2 separate regions of the Gossypium arboreum genome follow, and region 1 is linked to region 2. The links are chromatin contacts, called in public Hi-C maps. All regions are on one chromosome and are shown on one strand. Each heading gives the region's core, a stretch centred on a gene start, on an enhancer-like site or on the middle of the called end of the contact. The rest is flanking DNA. Distances are from core to core; before and after follow the strand shown.

What was found. Hi-C and Micro-C count contacts between places; a contact is called where the count stands out from the background.
Region 1: a contact with region 2 is called in a Hi-C map of leaf, with 4 times the contacts expected there. The contact joins the enhancer-like site here to the promoter of LOC108463174 in region 2. A contact is called at or near these places in 2 of 5 Hi-C or Micro-C datasets (both in leaf).

What each region holds. Positions count from the first base shown.
Region 1 is chr1:75,796,529-75,801,499 of ASM2569848v2, forward strand. No RefSeq gene overlaps it. Among protein-coding and RNA genes, the nearest start is that of LOC128280467, 18 kb to the left of the region's middle. Within about 2 kb of position 3,718, at least 2 of the 2 cell types and tissues checked have an H3K27ac peak or open chromatin away from gene starts, as enhancers often do. A contact at or near this core is called in leaf, where this site is marked.
Region 2 is chr1:75,662,433-75,666,935 of ASM2569848v2, forward strand. LOC108463174 (40S ribosomal protein S28) reads right to left here and starts at 1,692. Exons shown (of 2, transcript XM_053029043.1): 1 at 1,545-1,692; 2 at 908-1,290. The coding sequence starts at 1,289. The coding sequence ends at 1,092. It overlaps LOC108466450 (a long non-coding RNA gene), which reads right to left. Exons shown (of 7, transcript XR_001868634.2): 7 at 3,739-4,003.

The DNA of each region.
Region 1 (4,971 bases), core at 2,468-4,967, 140 kb after region 2:
CCATTGTCCCTGTTACAACCAACAAATCGCCAAAGCCAAGATAACAATAACTCGACCGACCTCCTCCCTATTTTGCACAAACATATCAACAAAAAATATTGTAACAGTTGTTTTTCAGTGATGTCGAAAATGGTAATTTCGGGACCTCATTTATGATATTTGAGTCTCATAAATATTAAAGGTTCATATGAATTTTAATTAAATTTTGGTCTTTTAATTTTTCAATCAGATAGTTAATTTTAGTATAGAGACTAAATTGTAAAAGTCCATAATTGTAAATTTATAATTGATAAAGGCTTAGGGACTTATATAGCAATTAACCAAAGTATAAAATGAAAAATAAATCATTTTAGAAACATGAGTGGATGGTTTGGTAAAGTATTATATATAAGTTATGTTAAAATTTTATGTAATGTATTATATTTATAAAACATAAAACAAAAGCAGAAATTATCATCCATTTTACCTTTCTTCTTCACCGAAACCATCAAAGGAAACCTAGAGAAACATTTTCAAAGCTTCATCATATTTGACTATTGCATGATCGGAAATTGAATCAATCGAAGAATAATTAAAGAAAAGGTAAAATTGCAAATTATCCTCAACGTCTTGTTTGTTGTTGTTCCTGTCAGGTAAGTTCATATGGAATTTACTATGTTATTTATGTTATGTTTGAATTATATTATAATGTCTATTAGTTTAGATTAATAGTAATTTGACGGTTTTGGCATTTAAAGGACTAAATCGTGAAGTATGAAAAATATAGCATTACAAATTAATACAATGTATGGAATGGATGTGAAATATTTATATGATTGAATGGTATATATATGACGATGTTACAAGGTTTGAAATGATACGAAAATGGCAACAGTGCCCATCTAAACTTAGTAAACTATTAGGATATGAATGACATGCCATTAGGGTTCAAATGGAAAAAAGGAAATTGTTCAACTGAAAAAGGAAAATGAGTGTTTGATCAGGGATTAATACGATAGGTTGAGATCCAATATTTGTTATGGATTCGCTGAAGCTACTATTAGTAGCATCAAACTAAGCTCGAATAAGCAACCTTGTTCTGAAGTTAGTGTTAGTAGCCTGATTATGACAGCTCGTGTGAGCAAACTAGTCCTATGTATCCGAGTTCAATTTTCTGTAGTACTTTGAACGAAAAAGGTAATTAAATGGAAATGAAATAGTTGTAAACAGTGAATATGAATTCAATAGACATGTCTGCAAAATGAGCAAGTTTGAATGGCATGAATTACAATGACATGGTTATACATATATATGAATGGATTACTATGATTTTGTTATGTTAATATACTAACCTATTGGTTGTTGTATGGAATTGTACATAAATGTATAAGGATGCCAAGGAAATGCCATGTTATGTACCATTGTTGTTTCAGTTGCGTAAATCATTGTAATATCAATGTAAATTAAGGTAATTTTATTATGGACTTACTAAGCATTCAAAATGCTTACCTGTTGCTTCCCTTTTCTTTGTAGATTATCAGTTTACAAAATGTGTCGACTAGATCGCCTCAAAGCTCACACTATCCAACTCTGACTAGGTAGTTTTTTTTATCGTTTTGAGTTGGTTATGTGGCATGTACTTAGGTGTTAATATATGTGTTTACTATGAATGATAGTTGGTTTAAACTTGATTAATATTTGAATTAGGTGATGTTATGATTCATATGTGTATATGTGTATGTTTGGTTATAATTTAAGCTATAAATGTGGTTTATGAATGGAAATTTTGAACGTGGAATGGTAAGGTTAATGTGATGAGTTTGAATGGTTAAATGGTATAAATTTGAAAGCTAAGTTTGTATAGGATGGTATGATTATTGGATGCCAAGTTGGTTGAAATGTTGAATTAGATGGGTTATAAATGGTTATATCCATGTGTTAGTATGAATTTGGTTAGTTTTTATGTTGGTTTTAGTGTGTATTTGTGCACCATTTGTGATAAGGTGATAAGTTGGCATGAAATAGGTATCAAAATGCAAGTTTTGGCACTTTTGGCACAGAGGTATCAATACATTGAAAAGGGTATAGGTACATAAGTGGTTTTTCTTTAATTTTTCAAACATCGAACCTTAAAATAGTATCGATACTAAAGTAAAGTATCGATACATAGAAGGAAGTTTCGGTACCTTAAGTATGGTATCGATACCTTTCAATTTCAACTAATTTTTTTGAAACATCGAAGTTTAAAATGGTATTAGTACCTATCAAGGGTATCGATACCTATACTAAGACTTTGAAAATTTTGCAATTTGGTCTTATTTCATGTTCGGATTTAGCAATTGAGCTTTCATAAGCTCAATTGAGTCTTGGAAAAGTTTATTTAGCATGTAATGAGTGCATATATGGAATATTTGAATGTTTAATTGATTTATTTACAGTGTTTTTAGGTAGTTGCTCCAACAACAACTGTACCATTCCATAACTCGAACTCAACAATTGGTTTGGGCAAAAGGTGTTGTAGATACAATACAAATAAGTGAAACCATTACATTCTTCCAAACAACAAGATTCCAATGGAACCAATGGCTCCAGGAAATAACCAAGCACTGAATTCCCAGCTTTTCATCTGTTAAGTGCAATATTAAATCAATAAATTCCAAAACCATCGAGTGCTGCAACTAGCAACCTATAACATCCCATATTTCCCAAGCTCGAAGATAACCTAACAGCACATGATCTAAATTTTTGACTTCATCGCAAACTAAGCATGCAACATCCCCAATCACTCCTTTGTCTACTAGTAGAGCTTTCATAGGAACAAAGCCACATAGGCATCGCTAAACAAAGTTCGTTACCTTTGAGGCAAGCCAGCTATCCCACAAAATCGACCTAGGCTCTTCTAAAAATGTTGTTCAATATTCATGGTGGTGGTCAATGCTAATTTGTACCTGGATTGAACAAAATAATGCCCATCCATACTGAAATGCCAAACAGGATAATCCAGCATTGGGTAATACGGAACTAGTAGCCACAAAACACGTCCAACATCAAATTGTGTAAGAATGACTTCAATAAAATCCTTATCCCAAGACTTATCATCAACAATTAATATATTTTTCACTTTTGAATTTTCCATACCCGGGAGAGGCAATGGTTCTACAAAAAAAATTCTTATCATCATTAATCCTAAGGTGTTTAAAAACCTCAATACTGTCACCATCCCCAAACTACCAACGGCAGCCTTATACTAATAGTGGCCTAGCAGCCAATAGGCTCTGCCATATGTAGGATGGATTTGATCCCTCATCTGCTTCAAGAAGGTACCGTTAGGAAAATATTTAGCTACATAGAGACGAGATAGCAACGTTCGAAAGAAATCGAAAAGCTTGTTTGCCAAGAATGGCCAAATTGAAGCAACATAAATTCCAAAAATCTATGCCACCAAACTTTTTAGGAGCACATAAATTGTCCCAAGCCGCCCAATGAATGCCACTGCGGTCAGAAGAGCTTGAACCCCACCAAAAGGAGTTCATCATATTCTTTAGCGCATCCCATATTAAAAGGCAACAAAAAAAATTCATACAAAATATAGGAATGGACTGAGCTACAATTTTAAGTAGTACCTCTTTCCCTAGCTTTAAAAGCATCTTATACTTCTAGCAAAAAAATGTGCTTACTGAGCTTCTACCGCCAAAACGAAAAAATCTACTTCTTATTATGACCAATTAAAGATGGAAACCTAAGATAGCAACCATAATTAAGAGGGGCAATAACCCCCAAAGTTGCTATGATGGACTTACACATGAAGAGGAGAGTGCTAGAGCTAAACATAATAGTTGATTTCTAAAAATTGATCGCTCGCCCAAAACCCGCTTCATTATTTTCAACATTTTTGCAATCCAAATGAGAGAGCCGAAAAAATAAAAAACTGTGATGCTAAACTATCAATAATCCTCCAAATCTTAAGGTTGAGGATAATTACATGCTAAAGTGCCTTCAACTAACCTACATCCTTTTCAAGTAACAATAATACTTTTTAGATATAAGTATAATCCAGATTAACTTTGTCTATTGCATTTTTCATATTGGTTGGACCAAGTCAGTATGGCATTAACTTTGTGGCAGACTACTTTTCAATTATTGCATGCAATGATGATTAAGCAAAGTTGTTAGTATTTTATAGTCACACGTCATTTTCATCGCTTTAGAATTCATTAGTTTTACTATTCTCTATCTATTTCTTGTTAAATAATGATAATTCTTTACAAGAAAAAATTTAAAATATTTCACAAGTGTTTATATTTTTGGTAAATTTAAATTTAATTTTTTTATATTTTTATTTTTAAAAGTTTAATTTTTTATTTTTTAAATTTAAATTTAGGTCAAGTTGTTAATATTATTAAGATTATTTTGTTATATTCAACTTTATTACAATTATTTTTAGTTGCATTAATTGTTATTTGCATTATTATTAAGTATTTATTTATTTTATTTCAAATATCACATTAATAAATTTAAGGAAAAAATTTAACAAGGGTTAAAATTGAAATTAAATGTAGAAATCTAAAAATAGAGACCAACTTCTTAAAAGTAAAAATACAAAGACTAAATTCTAAATCATGAAAAATTCAAAGACCTATATTATATTTTAACAAAAGATTCTTAAAATTTACCTCGATTCTTTCAATCATGATACAAATATAATTTGTTTAAAATAATTAACACCATATAATGAGGTAGCATGATTTATTTTAGGGCTAAATAAGGTTGTTTTTATTTCATTCACTTTATTTTTCTATTATTAATTTGGTCATCCAAAAAAGAAATTGATCAATTTGACAACTGTTTTGATAATGGTAACAGAATGCTGACTATGCATTTCCATGTTAGTCACTCTAAAATTAATGTAAACTATCTTTTAGTCACTTTAAATAGGAGTTGTTTCTATTCGGGTTGCCCTAAAATAATACGTGAAAATGAATCATTGTCTTT
Region 2 (4,503 bases), core at 442-2,941:
ATGTAAGAATAAAAATATTGATGAAATATTGATAAAGATTTTTCTTAACACACTCATTCGAGATTGTCATGATGATTTTTTTTGTTGAAATAGCATTATTAATAAAATTGACATTAACATTTAAATTGAAATAATTAATAATATTAATTATTTAAACTAACTTATGTTATAATAAAAGTAGAGAGATCGAATTATTAAAATATATACATTACATCTCAAGTTTCGGTATAGCCTAGGGGCCAAAATTGAAATTTCACCATTATCTTAGCATAAGAAAAACGATGCAGCCCTACAAGAAATGAAAAGCCAAGCGTTAATTCTTAAAACCCTTAAGCTATTCAAATTATATATAACACAATGTTTTAATAAAAAGTTAACTACATTAACTATTTAGACTAATAAATAACATTTTAAAAATAAAGACCAAATTATATTAAAATTAAAATATATAAATTAAATATTAAATATTAAATTTAAACATATTAGAACAACCAAAATGTAAAATGCAACGGACTTGGGTTTTATGTACAGGTATATAAATAGGTTTTGAAGCGCCAAAATTTCCATCAACGGAGATAATGCAACGCCACAAAAATTTTCATTTCGAGAAGTCAAATTGGTTTCAAAATCCAGTATTTGAGAAGTTTGATTTATGGACTAAATTGTAAAAGAAGTCAAAATTGAAGGGTTAATGTAAAAAAGCATATGAGAACAAAAAGGGCATTAGCTTAATGTGTCATAGTAGGGAAGGGTTAAGGGCCTCAATTTCATTTCTCTCATCTTCCATAAATATAAAATATATAAGAGGCTAAATTAATACAAATACAACTTACATAATCATAACAAGTGATCATTCAAACAAACAAATCTAATCCCAACATTTTTCTCAAAACGGGAGGCAAAAATATAACCAAAACTCAAAACCAATTCAGTTCATTTCAACATAATCATCATAAAATCCAGGTTTAAGAAACAACCATTCTCCCAAATCGCAAGTCTCGATATACGAATACCTACTAAACGTAATTCAAAAGAAATACGGTAGACAATTCAAAACAAGCATAAACCCCAAAAAGTATAAAAATAACCCTTCAACGAAGCCTCCTAGCTTCTCTCTCAGACTCCAGCAATGTGAGGATATCTCCCTCACGAACCGGTCCCTTCACGTTCCTCATAATGAACCGGTTCTGATCATCCAAGAACTTCACTCTCACTTGCGTCACTTGACCTCTTGAACCGGTCCTTCCCATTATTTTCACCACCACAGCAAACTTAATTTGCGAATCCATTCTGCAACAACAACAACAAAAACAAGTCGAATCTTAGATCTTTAACCTTTAGACAAAGATTACTGACCATAAATTTGAAAACCCATTTCGCAAAGAACAACAAAAATATCCTAGAAAACAGCTTGAAAAGAACGGTTCCACGTATAATTGGCTAACATATTCCTAAAACTAACTCAACGGAAACAAATCTAAAGCTAAATATAACTAAAAACGACAACAGAAACTGCGAGAGAAGAAGAGAATACATGGCTGAACCTTGTTTAGGAGATAGAAGGAGGAGCGGCTGCTTCTCTTGTGAGTTTTGAAGAGGGCGTGCGTAAGCAAACCCTAGATGGGTTGTTGTTATATAAACAAATCTTTTTGATTGACGATTATGCCCAAGGGATTTGAGTTTTCTAATCTGGGTGTTTTGGTCATTTCCTGATTCGATTTAGGGCTTTTGGGATTTATCCGTGGGTGTAGGTGAGACGCATGGTTATTAATTAGTAGATCCTTGATTTGGAGTGTTGAGACCGTCTGATCAGCATAATTTTTAGTTTTAAATTATTTATATTTTTAATTCTTAGCTTGTATTTAAATGTTTTTATGATTTTACACCTTATAAAATATTATAAAGGTATGTGTAAAAATAATATATAATAAATAATATTTATTGACTTAATGATAAATAATTCGTTTATAAATGTATTAAGCATATGTTCAATTCCATGTTAATTTTAGTTTTTATTTAAAAATTATATAAAAATATGAAAATATAAAAAAATCAAACTAATAATAGTCAACTAATAAAAAGATATATTAATAATTTTCTAACTAAATTAGTAGTACTCGATTAACTAATCACACAACTTACTCAAAGATTTAATTAATAATATAGGTAACAACTAAAAGCATTGATTGAAAATATTCCTAGCGATATTTTATTTATTTTATTTTATAATAAAATATATATTAAACAGTAAGTTTTAATATCCTCTAGTTAAGTAAATTATATACATTTATATTAATACAATTATAAATAATTATAATAAATTTAATTTTTATATTATTTAATAAAATTTAATTTTAAATTTATGGTATTAAGTGAATTAAAATTTTAAATGATACTCAACAAAAAGAAATTAATTCTAAATACTTTTAAAGGATAATATTTGATGTATCGCCAATTTATAAGTTTAGTACACAAGTCAATAATCCATATTAAATGACCTCATCAATAAATAAAAAATAAGTATTTAAGGACTTATAATTTTTTAAAAGTTATTTAAGTATAATTAAAATTAATTATTGAGAAGATGAGAAAAATAATTTTATTCTATTTTACTTAATAATGGGGTAGCTTAAAGTGGTTTCCTAAAAGCGTCAATTAATATCTTTATATTTAAACATCAAACACTCCTATTTAAAAATATTATAAATCGTCAATTGAGTGTTAGCTCAATTAGTATAAGCATTATAGCTAGTGTAAGAGAAAGTGGGTTCAACCGTGCTGAAACACATTATTTCTCTTATTTTAACGATTGAGAAAGACTTTAAATAGTTTTAAACATTGTATTAAAAAAATATTATAAACATAAAAGTATAACTATTTAAAATTTAATCTACTACTGATATATAACTTTTTTTAATACAAATTGAGATTTTGTCAATTATTAAATATAAATCACTAATTTTTACTTGTGCAATACGTGTTAATTTTATGTGATAATATAAATACATAAAGTCATCTCATAAATATTTATATATTTTTAAATAATAGATAAATATGATGAAGATATTGATCAACGTCGTGATGTTGAGAGCCACCACATCGTAACATGTGATGCAAAGTGTAGTGCCATTTGAGCAAAAATTATGCAACATCACAATGTGAACCATATGGCGTTGCAACATCTGATCAAATTTTAAACTAAATTGGTCATTATGCACTTATGTCACAACGTTGCCTTGCCATATTGTGACATCTTTAGTCAGATTAGGGAGTGTATTAAAATGAGTTTTAATATTCCTGTAATTGCTTGAAATTTTTTCAATGTAAAAAAAAATTGATTTTGTCTCGGAATTGGTAATTCAAGTCGTTCCAAAAAGTTAAATCGAGAGGTTTTCAATAACGAAGAGTTAGTTTTATAACTTGTTATTCATGGATCATAATTAGATATTAGTCTTAATTTAGATAATATTAAGAAAATTAGAATTTGAGGTATGGACTGTTTTGTAAGGGAATCAATATTTGTGGTGAAAATGTAGAAAATGGTAGAAATTAGATTTAGAAAGAGGTGACACTACAGTAAAACTGACTTTTAGCGGCGTTTTTTTAAGCAAGCATCACTAAAACTATTTGCGGCGTTTTTGCAAGCGCTGCAAAAAATGCCACTATAGGAAACGCCGCTAAAAATCATAAAATTTAAAAAATATATATTATAAAATATTATAAAATTCATGAAAAATATAAAAAAATTAAAATTCATTATCAAAATATTGAGAAGAAGAATAATATCTATGATATAGATATATATCCCACCAAACAAAAAGTTTATCAATAACAATAAAACAAAATACCCCACTTATCAAACTACACCAGAAATCTAACAAAATACAAATAGAACAAAATAACAATAGAATGCATACTTTAAGATCAGTAGTTAGCTCAAACAAATCGTCACTATACATAAATTCAGCTAATCCTGGACCATGTATCCAACAAAAACTCAAACCTGAGAAAAAAGAAACAAAAGTTAATGAATGGCATATGAAGGTAAGAACCAACCAAAATAACAAAATCAGATTCCAGTTATTATGAAAGTAGATAACTTATCTTAAGATAAAGTTTTTCTAAATTCAGAACCTTAAATCAGATTAATAATAAAATATGCAATTAACAAGTCAACATTAACGCCACATATAACATCAAATTGCACAACTTAATATACTCAATACATTAGCATAAATAACATCACATTGAACAATGAATTTAACACATTCGAATAGATCAATTTTAAGCTCACTAATGGTTAATTTAGCATGTGAACAGCATATAAATGTTTTGCATTTACAGCATGGTTTAATCAACTTCAAGCAAGAAATTAAATGCTGCATATAAGGAATGACCATGTGCTTAGCCTGCTTGCACAAGGGATATTAGTTTATCCATATGCTTTCAAGTAGAGAAATTTATTCAAGGGGGTTACTGTTTATGAATGGAATGCTTGTTAAG